Linked DNA regions of Pungitius pungitius: region 1 is linked to region 2. The links are chromatin contacts, called in public Hi-C maps. All regions are on one chromosome and are shown on one strand. Each heading gives the region's core, a stretch centred on a gene start, on an enhancer-like site or on the middle of the called end of the contact. The rest is flanking DNA. Distances are from core to core; before and after follow the strand shown.

Region 1 (4,618 bases), core at 2,075-4,574, 130 kb after region 2:
GTAATCTTTTATTTTGTCGCCAATGTACTCACAACGCCATTTTCAAAAGGAAAGCTAGACATTGTGAGAAGAGGTGGCCCAAACCCAACACAAGCTGTCTGTCATAGGCAGAGGTGGATGCATTCAAGTAGGACTGTGTATGATATCACTGATGGCCAAGGTGTGAAATGCACAATATTTGATGTTTTTTTTTATAAGTCACTACATCATTAGTGTATATCTATGATGCCACGGCCACTGCCTCTGATTGTGTGGGCCTCCGACTGGTTCCTTTTTAAATGAAAATCCCAAATCGAATATACAGAGACAAAAACATCTGTTTAAAACACATGGGGGCCGAAACAGAAATGAGCAGAGAGCAAATGATGATGTACCATTTCAGAGAAAACATGGATGCCTTTCTCAGTGAGCTCCACCTCCTTCCTCTGACACAGATAACGTGTCTCCCCCTCTTTCCTCCGTGCTACACAGCTGTACAGGAAATCAGTCATCCACCATCCACTGCTGTCGCCATGGCAACACAGAGGAGGAAAATCCATTCTCTTTCTTCGTCACCTCCCCCTTTCTCCCATTCTCCTCTCATTTCTTTTGTGTTTTTTTTGTTTTAAAGCAATCCAAATTAAATGATCTAACATCCTCTTATAGAGTTCTTTCTACAGATTTCCTTCATGAAACCTCCATATATTTGATCTCCTTACGTATGAGCGTTTGTGGGCGACCATCTGAGCTGATTGTTTGAGGGTATTAGGTGACTGTGTCTCCAGCAGCAGTGGTGACCTCTTCGTAAATCCCATGTGGGGCATCGGGGCGGCTCTGGTCGGCTTGGGCCAGCAGCTGCCTGGAGGAGCCAGATGGTCGCAAATCAGAAATAAAATCCAGCCCCCCACCCCCAGTCTAAATAACCCATCTAACACACACACACACACACACACACACACAAATAAACGCTTGATCATTCGAACATTCAAACATCCTCTGCTGGCTCTCCCAAAATTACCATTGTGTGACTTATGTAGTCATGGTTCTAACTTAAAATGAGGCATTATTTTCTACTCTTGGTTAAGAAATAACATTGGCACCTCTCCTGAAAAGCTGACCTGTATTTCAGCTCCACTCATATTACACTAGAAAAGGCTATTTGGTAATACCAAATGTGCAAGTCATCTCATCTGCCCATCTCCACTGAGAAGTGGATTAACAACACTTATTAAACCAGGCTATTAACCAAACAGCTGCCCCACACAGTTCAAAGATGATCCCCAGAGCCGATAATAAAACGTGGTAATCAGATTACACATCTCTAGATTTATCCCATCTCCAGTGATGAAGGGTCTCCCTGTTGCCGTCTCTGCTGAAGCTCAACAAGGCCAGAGGTGTCTGCAGCTGCAAGTGGAATGTTGTGTGGTTGACATCTAGCCAGCGGGTGAGCAGGGAAGTGGAAATATTGATCCATAACAATATAAATGTTAAGTTTATAATTGTTTCAAATGGTGGATATATAGTTTAAAGGTTGAGTTTATGGAACTCACAAGTAATCTTAATGAAAACTTATCAAACCCACCTGAACATTGAGGATTTAAATTAATAAAAAGTGGCGTCAGTAACCACCTTTGTATAATTAATGATTAAGTTTGTAGAGAACTTAATGGCATCCTGACAGATGACAGTGTTCCTGAGCTCATCGGAGAGGCCTTTTGGAGGAAGTCAGATTCCGAAAGGATTACAGGTACTTGAACCCAAAATCACAAGTCGGGGACGAGTTCTTTACTCTTGTTCAGGCAGGGTCAAAACCGGGATATCAGTCCAACAAATCCTAGTTTGGGTAGTCATGCAAACAGGGCTGAAACAGGCACATCAGGAACAAAAATCAATATACACTGGAGCGCTTAGCAGTAACACACAAGACCATCTGGCAGAAGGCAAGTGCAAGTGTGGGGACCTAAATAGTGAGGAACTAATGAGGGAAAGGGCTGCAGGTGGGACGGGCATGAGGACCAGGTGAAGGGAATGAGAGATGATCTCGCGTTGATAACAGGATCTGGAATGACAGGAGAGTTCATTGACAAGCAGGAGAACTACTAGTAAGAAGGAGAATTCGAGACAGAAACCAGTGGCTTGGGGGACCCAGGAAGGGCTTTCACAGGCCACCACGTTGTCCCTGGTGACCGAGGCTGCTTGTGATGCCTCCGCAGGAACCGTGACTCACGTATTCTCCATCTCCCTCCTCTTTTCTCCACCGCCTCTTGTCGGTTGCGCACTGTTATCGTAGGTTTTCGCGCAGCATCATGTCTGCCTGAAGGAAGTTGAGGGAAATGTGATTCACAGAAAACGTGACGTTCAGCTCAGACAGTAGGGCGAAGATGAGTAACGGGAGCCGAGTTTAGCCTCAGGCAAAGCGCGCACGTGCATGGAAGCAGATCTACAGCATGCTCTCGGGAAAACAGGAAAGTGTGAACACAGGCATGCGATCAGAAATATACAAGACTAACTAGGAAGCCATTTATCAGAGTACAATCCATATTATTTCTTTAAATTGATTCTCTTCCTGTAGTTTTTTTAATTTGGTTATAAATATGGGAATGCAAATGTCTTCATTTTTGCAGGTATCTTGTGTCATTAAACTATTGGACCCATTTGAATCATAGTGACATGGTGCTAAATGAAAATGTCAGAGGACACATATAGTCTTTAACCGTGTGTTCTCCCACACACTCCTCCGTTCTCTTCACTGGTTACCAGTGGCTGCCCGCATCCACTTAGAAACATTGGTGCTCACGTACCATGCTGTGAATGGATCGGGTCCAGTCTACATCCAGGACATGGTGAAACCCTCCATCCCAACCCGCACACTCCGCTCTGCATCTGCCAAGCGGCTTGTTCCTCCCTCTCTGAGAGAAAAGCACTCGGCGACATCGCGACTCTTCGCTGTCCTGGCTCCCAGATGGTGGGATGAGCTCATCATGAGCACAGAGAGCCTCTACGTCTTCCACCACAAACTAAGACACACCTCTTCAGACTATACCTTGACTAAAAACACTAACCAATTATAGCACTTAATGGCTCTTACCTGTAGCAAGTTGTAAATGAGCTTATTTATTTAAATTGCACTTTGTTTCGTGTTCTTTTGGGTTTGTATCCTTATGGTTGAAATGCCCTCATTTTGCGTCAGCTCAATGACATGTAACGTAATCTTTTCACTGAAGGTGGTCAGAGTCTTTTCCCGTGGACCTTTGGGAGACAGAGGGCGCGTACTCTGATAGCAGTAAATAGATGGACGGAGGAGGAGGAGGAGGGTGGTTTCGTGCAGCCTGAGCGTTGGGCTGAAGGGTGGAGACTCAGCAGCAGTGAGGAGGGAGGCAGGGAGGATCTCAGCTGGAGCAGAGAGAGAGAGGGAGGGAGAGAGAGAGAGAGGCGTACAGAGAGAGGAGTGTGTGTGGATGTACTCCTGCCTCGCTGGCTGAGCGTGTGTGTGTTTGTGTGGCAGAACGGGGGGAGGACGCGTGGATACTACTCCACAGGGCTCCATGTGTTTTGGCATCCCAGAAAGAGACCACGCATACAACCAAACAGGTAGGATTTGAAAATCTTCTCTTGGCTGCGTATTGTTATTTGACATTCTCCTGTTTTGATGGCGTTAATCACATCAAAAACAGGGTGTGTTCCAGAGAGGGGGGGTCGTTCATAATCAACGCTGTCGTTTTGTCAGCGCTCGAGGGACAAGATAGATGCCGGCTGGCGCACATCCTGGAATCCCCTCCTCCCTTTTACATTCTCCAGACCCCCCTCGCCCCACCCATCTCGCACCCTCTTTCATGAGAGGGGTGAAGAAGAGAAGAGGGTCCCTTCTTTTCTTCCTCCCTTCTTTTCCTCCCTCAAGGATGTGGCCGATCCTCGAAGTGTAGTCAGAGGAATTAGCGGCATCTGTTTAGTCTGGGGGATATTTTTACAATGAAGAAGACAGAGAGGGGGGGGGGGGGTGGTGAAAAACGGGGAGATGAGGAAAAAGGGGTCTCAGACGATACAGACCGGAGAGGAATCCCACACGCCTCCTGTGAGGTTTTCCATTCCCATTGACAACTCCCACCCTTCATACGGCGAGGAGAAAGCAGTCGACCACACACAATCTGTGTAGTGGCTTAATCAGGCAGATGGCTGGGAGAGGAGGAGGAGGAGGAGGAGAAGAAGGAGGAGGGGTTCGGTGTTTTTATGTTGCTCATAGAGAGATACAGTCGCTGACAGCACCATGCGTTCACAGAAAGGTGAAAAAAAGAAAACAAAGACAGATGCTCTGTTTTTCCCACTCTATGCTCGTCACTCGAACGCGTCGTCACGTACGACTCGCATTAAACCGTCCAATCGTGTGTGTTGCATTTCCAGGCCTGTTACAAACGCACACAGCAAGTCCAAATTACGCAACAGCTCACGCGCCCGTGTGGTCCAGCATTGTATTTCCTGGGCAAGCTGCTCCGAGGCCACAGATCGTTTCACACATGCGTCGAGGTTCATGCTTGAAGAGCTTGCAACGATTAACAAGACACGTCGGAAGCCTCGAGAGATTTCTCCGAGCACAACAGAAATAGTCGAGTCAGACGGATAGAAAGCAGAGAGGGAGGAAGGA
Region 2 (4,738 bases), core at 1,588-4,087:
CATTTTGATTGGAATAAAAATTAATAACAATAGATGTGTGTTGAGACCCATCAATGGAAAAAAGCTTTTTAAAAGAATTCTGAGATTAAATAATATCAACACACAGCTGCCATTTTTTACTATTTGTCGCTATTTTTGTAGTGATCTAAACTCATCTTCAGTACCTGAGTGTCGACCCATTTGGAGCCATCTTTCGTCTCCTCTACCCGTCCATAGAAGTGAACCGGCAACATGTACTCTGGACGGGCTTTCTCCCACGGGTTTCCATGCCTCAGCCAATCATCCGCCTCCTCCACCTACGAAAAGGTCGGACAGAGAAGGGATCAAAATGTGTTGGAGATGCTGCTGTCCAGATAGAATGAAGAAGCATTTAGCAAAACTGTAGTAATGTCTACCTCATCAGGCCTCTGAATGCAGCATGTTGAGGTAAGACAAATGAATGTGAATGAACCAAGTTACAGGAGGTATATCAAGCCCAATCAGGGTCATTGGGTTTATATATTTGATCATATTTGTCTGAAGTGCTGACTAGCAGCAGGGATGAAATGGGTTCATCCACCCTAGTAAGAAAACACAGAGCTTGAATCCAGTTCAGAAGTTCATATTTACACTCTGGTTCTGAACAGCAAACAACCAGGAGAAATCAAAAGGGCTAAAGTCTTTAGTTTGGGGGTCTCTTATCACGGGATACGCAATATGCATTTTGTCTTTCCATCGAAAACCAACCAGCAGCAGCCCTTGCGCCACTGCGGTACGTGCAAGTTCCTGTTAATGATTAGCCTGTAATGTATCCTGACCTCACCCATGTCTACTTTAGCCCTGCTGCACTCAGACAACAAATGAACACATGAACATGGGTCAGCAGCAGAATCCTGAATTTCAAAGTTAAAGATTAGAATGGATCTATGAACTAGGGAGATAACTGGTCATGTTAGTTCAAAACAAGGCTTTTGTGTTTTGAAGGCCAAAGAGTTGCTAAATAGCTGACGGCCTTTGGATGAACATTTTGCAGAAAAACCACATCTGTTCCTGCAGTTACCTGCCAGCCGTCTCTTATCTTCTGGTTAAAGATTCCATATTCATATCGAATGCCGTAACCGTACGCTGCAAGACCCAAGGTGGCCATGGAGTCCAAGAAGCATGCTGTGTGCAAAACAAAGAAAAAAATAATTTTGTAATTGACAAAAATACACAATTGGGCTGATGTGAAACATCAGAATGACAGTTAGTGGGGTAATGCCCATTGTGTTGCAACATGTCTGTGGCTGCCTGTTGCTTTAAACAGGAACACAGAGGTATTTGATGGACACCTGCCAAAATATATAGGAAATGATGATGATGGAGTATTGTTGTGTGAGATAAAGTGTTTTCCTTTGTGTATTTGTTGTTGACTCATTTACTGTTGGATTTAAAGCTTTTCTATTTCTTTCCCTCTGCAACTGAATCGTGTTAGAGGGGTGAAATACAATAAAAATATCATCTCTTTCTATCAGTCTACCGCAGGTACCAATATCTGTAGTATTTTTGGTACCTGCGAGTCGGCCCAGGCCTCCGTTCCCCAGACCTGCATCCTCCTCCATCTCCTCCAGCTCCTCCATGTCCAGCCCGAGCTGCAGCAAAGGGGAACGCACAGGTTTTTCAAAACTGGCAGTCATTATGAGCATTAAATATGGGGGGCGGGGGGGTCGTGTTTGCAGATGTTCCTTGTTTCCTGTAAACTTGAGTCTGACCTGGTAGATGGCCTCATCGCAGGCGTTCTGCAGCCCCAGGTTGATCATCGTGTTTTGGAGCGTCCTGCCCATGTAGAACTCCAGAGACAGATAATACACCCTCTGAACATGTGGAGAAAAAGAGAAGAAAATATCTTTATCTGCAGGCTTCCTCTTTTCAGAGATGTTATGGATCCAAAACAAATTGAAAACAAATATTTGTGTTATACTTCGTGAAGGTGCAGAGAAAGCGGTTTGGAGGCGAGCAGTAAATAGATGAAAATGGAACGAGCAAATAGCTGGCAGAGTAAACATGATGCAATAACCGAACAAAGAACCTCTTGAAAGTTTTTGGGCACCGATAAACATTGCTGAAGACTCCTTTCCATACATAAATAAAATACATACTAAATGTATGCATGCATGATCTAGAGAATAAATGATTTGTTTTTCATCAAAAGACACAGTCGATATGACCTGAAATGAAGTAAGCAGAATTTATTCCATTTGTACTTAAAGTAAAATTGCAAACATCATCTACATGTGAAACACATTTCTGGGTAGTTTTGACAATCAAAGATTGTATATTTTATAGCCATAATCATCAAAATGATATCAAACAAAGGCTTGAAATATCTCACTTTGCATGTAATGAGTCTATAGATTTAGTTTCACATTTAAGTTGAATTACTGAAATGTAATGAGAATTTTTCGAGTTTCACCTGTAATATATATTTTCTGCGGTGCAAGTGTCTCTTGCCAAACTCTTTCAACCCACTACATCACTGCCCCTGAGGTGCAGTGCGGCGGAACCTTTACCTTTGGGTCCGTTTCATAGTAAAACTGCTGCGTTCTGATCCACCTCCCCACCAGGTGGTCCCTCACTGTGTGAGCCAGGGCGAAGTAGTAATCCCTGGGGGTTGCAATGTTTCTGTCTTTCACCAGAGTGAAATGCAGGTGGCGATTGAAGCCCTTCTTCAGCTCTGCAACGTTCTCCACTCCCACGATGCCCCTGATGCTGATCTGCTTGCGCTTCTCCTGGTCGGTGAGTGGGGTCGCCATGCTCGGGCCGCAAGGTCTGTCCTGAGGGTCCTTGAGTGGTCGACTGGTCCCGGCTGGAAGTGAAGTTTCCGCGTAAGATGGTGGCCCATTTTCACGCAGCAGTCTCCTCCTTTTGTGGCTTTTGATTGGTGAGTGCGTGGGGGAGGGAGTTTCGGCCGGCCGGCCCCCGCTGAGCAGCGCGAGGAGGCGCAGGTAGTCAGTATTTGTGTGTGTTTTTTTTAAATATACTGTGTAATATTTGTAATTATAATACGGATAGATGAAATCCAGCGTTCTGATTAGATTGAGATGGAGTCACATTATTTAAGCAATAAGGTACGAGGCTGTACTTTATCGGCCGATAATGTAGCAGAATAATAATGATTCGAGACATCCTCCAATTATTATATTTATTCACACATAGGTCTTATTCTTGTTCTGCGTCTTGAATTCAGATGAGAAATGAGCCAAAAAACATCAAAAAGTACATCAGTAAGATTAAAGGAGTGTCGTTAGAGGAGGTTATTATTTCCCAAGAATAAAGTCTGCCATCAGACCCTGGCAAAGGCCTTAGACGTGTTTCATTGGTGATTTATTGTGGTATATTTAGGTGTGATACATTTCAAACATCCGTATTTAATAAATATAATACAAACACAACAGCTGACATCAATCATTTAAACCTTCATAATTATGAAGTGAATAATCATGAAATACCAGGACGATTACATTGGTTATATGGAAATGGACTTAACATGTACAAAGGTCAGAGGTCTCTGTTGTGTTCAAAGAACCCCACCAATTTTTTTTGAATGTTTAAGACCAGAACTCAAACTTTCAGGTTCAGTTTTACAGGATCATCAAACTGTCCTGCAAACAATTTTCCAATTACTTCTGAATCTCTGAAAATGGGGATGATTGTATAAAAACGGCTGTAGTTTGAAAACTTTTAAGTGGGTGGTTTTGTATTCAGTGAGTTAAAGCTGAGAGTCTACACTTCAACCAAATATTGAGTGCTTCAGTTCAAATCAATGGGGGCGCTTAAAGAGGCAGCATTTTGAAAAACAGTGTCATGGTCCAGATACTTATTGCCCTAATTGTACATAGATGGATAGATAGATTTATACATAGATAGATAGATTCTAGTTTCATATATACATACATTGATGGCTTGATAAGTAGACCTTTTAATGGGGCACACCTAAAATATTGTAGGTAAAATCAATTATGTGAATTTATAATCCCCATAATTAGACAAGTGTACCTGTAGGTAAAAGGGGTTTCGATTGATCGCCTCGTTACATCTACTTTGATTCACAAACAGTAAAATACAGACAGAGACAAAAGGGGACCTTGTTGACACCTATTTATTGAATATTCACACATACAAAAAAACACAGAGGCTCATTTTACACTTCATTTCTTCATAATAATAGCAGTAATGTGGTAATGATGGACGTATAATCCTGACAACCATAATAATCCTACTGTGTTAAAATCAAAGTTATAACAATGTTCATTTCATGTTCATAATTTTCTTCAGAGACATATTTCACCATCATTGTAAATAATAACAGCAGAAGATGACGTTTCACCTCAAAGATCAAACAGGTCAAAAAGAATTTGGAGGTAAAATGTAAAATGCAGGTAACACACACACACACGCACACGCACACATTTATTTATGTACATTTGGATATATAACACCCAGTGTCGCCCAGCGACTGTGTGTACTTAATTAATTCATAAAAGTCTGAGGCCGTATGATGGACTTTAAATTATCCAAGTTTAATATCTATAAAGTGTATTTGGCTGGTTTAGAAATAATAAATGTTACAATCACATACTTTGTAAAATCATCCCCATCAAACATACAATTACATGTCAAAGGATAAAACTACTTATTCAACCAAAAAAATGTTCAGCGAGAATATATTTGTTTGTTGAAAAGTAACAGACGTGTGTGTCATCTCCTACTGGATATTGTT

The links. Hi-C and Micro-C count contacts between places; a contact is called where the count stands out from the background.
Region 1: a contact with region 2 is called in a Hi-C map of muscle, with 3 times the contacts expected there. The contact joins the promoter of LOC119227540 here to the promoter of pygl in region 2. A contact is called at or near these places in 2 of 2 Hi-C or Micro-C datasets (both in muscle).

Annotation. Positions count from the first base shown.
Region 1 is chr14:13,168,960-13,173,577 of fPunPun2.1, forward strand. LOC119227540 (guanine nucleotide-binding protein G(I)/G(S)/G(O) subunit gamma-2) reads left to right here and starts at 3,325. Exons shown (of 4, transcript XM_037486395.2): 1 at 3,325-3,570.
Region 2 is chr14:13,039,890-13,044,627 of fPunPun2.1, forward strand. It overlaps pygl (phosphorylase, glycogen, liver), which reads right to left and starts at 2,838. Exons shown (of 20, transcript XM_037486202.2): 1 at 2,529-2,838; 2 at 1,731-1,832; 3 at 1,532-1,610; 4 at 1,040-1,143; 5 at 165-296. The coding sequence starts at 2,771. trim9 (tripartite motif containing 9) reads right to left here. Exons shown (of 10, transcript XM_037486354.2): 10 at 4,100-4,738.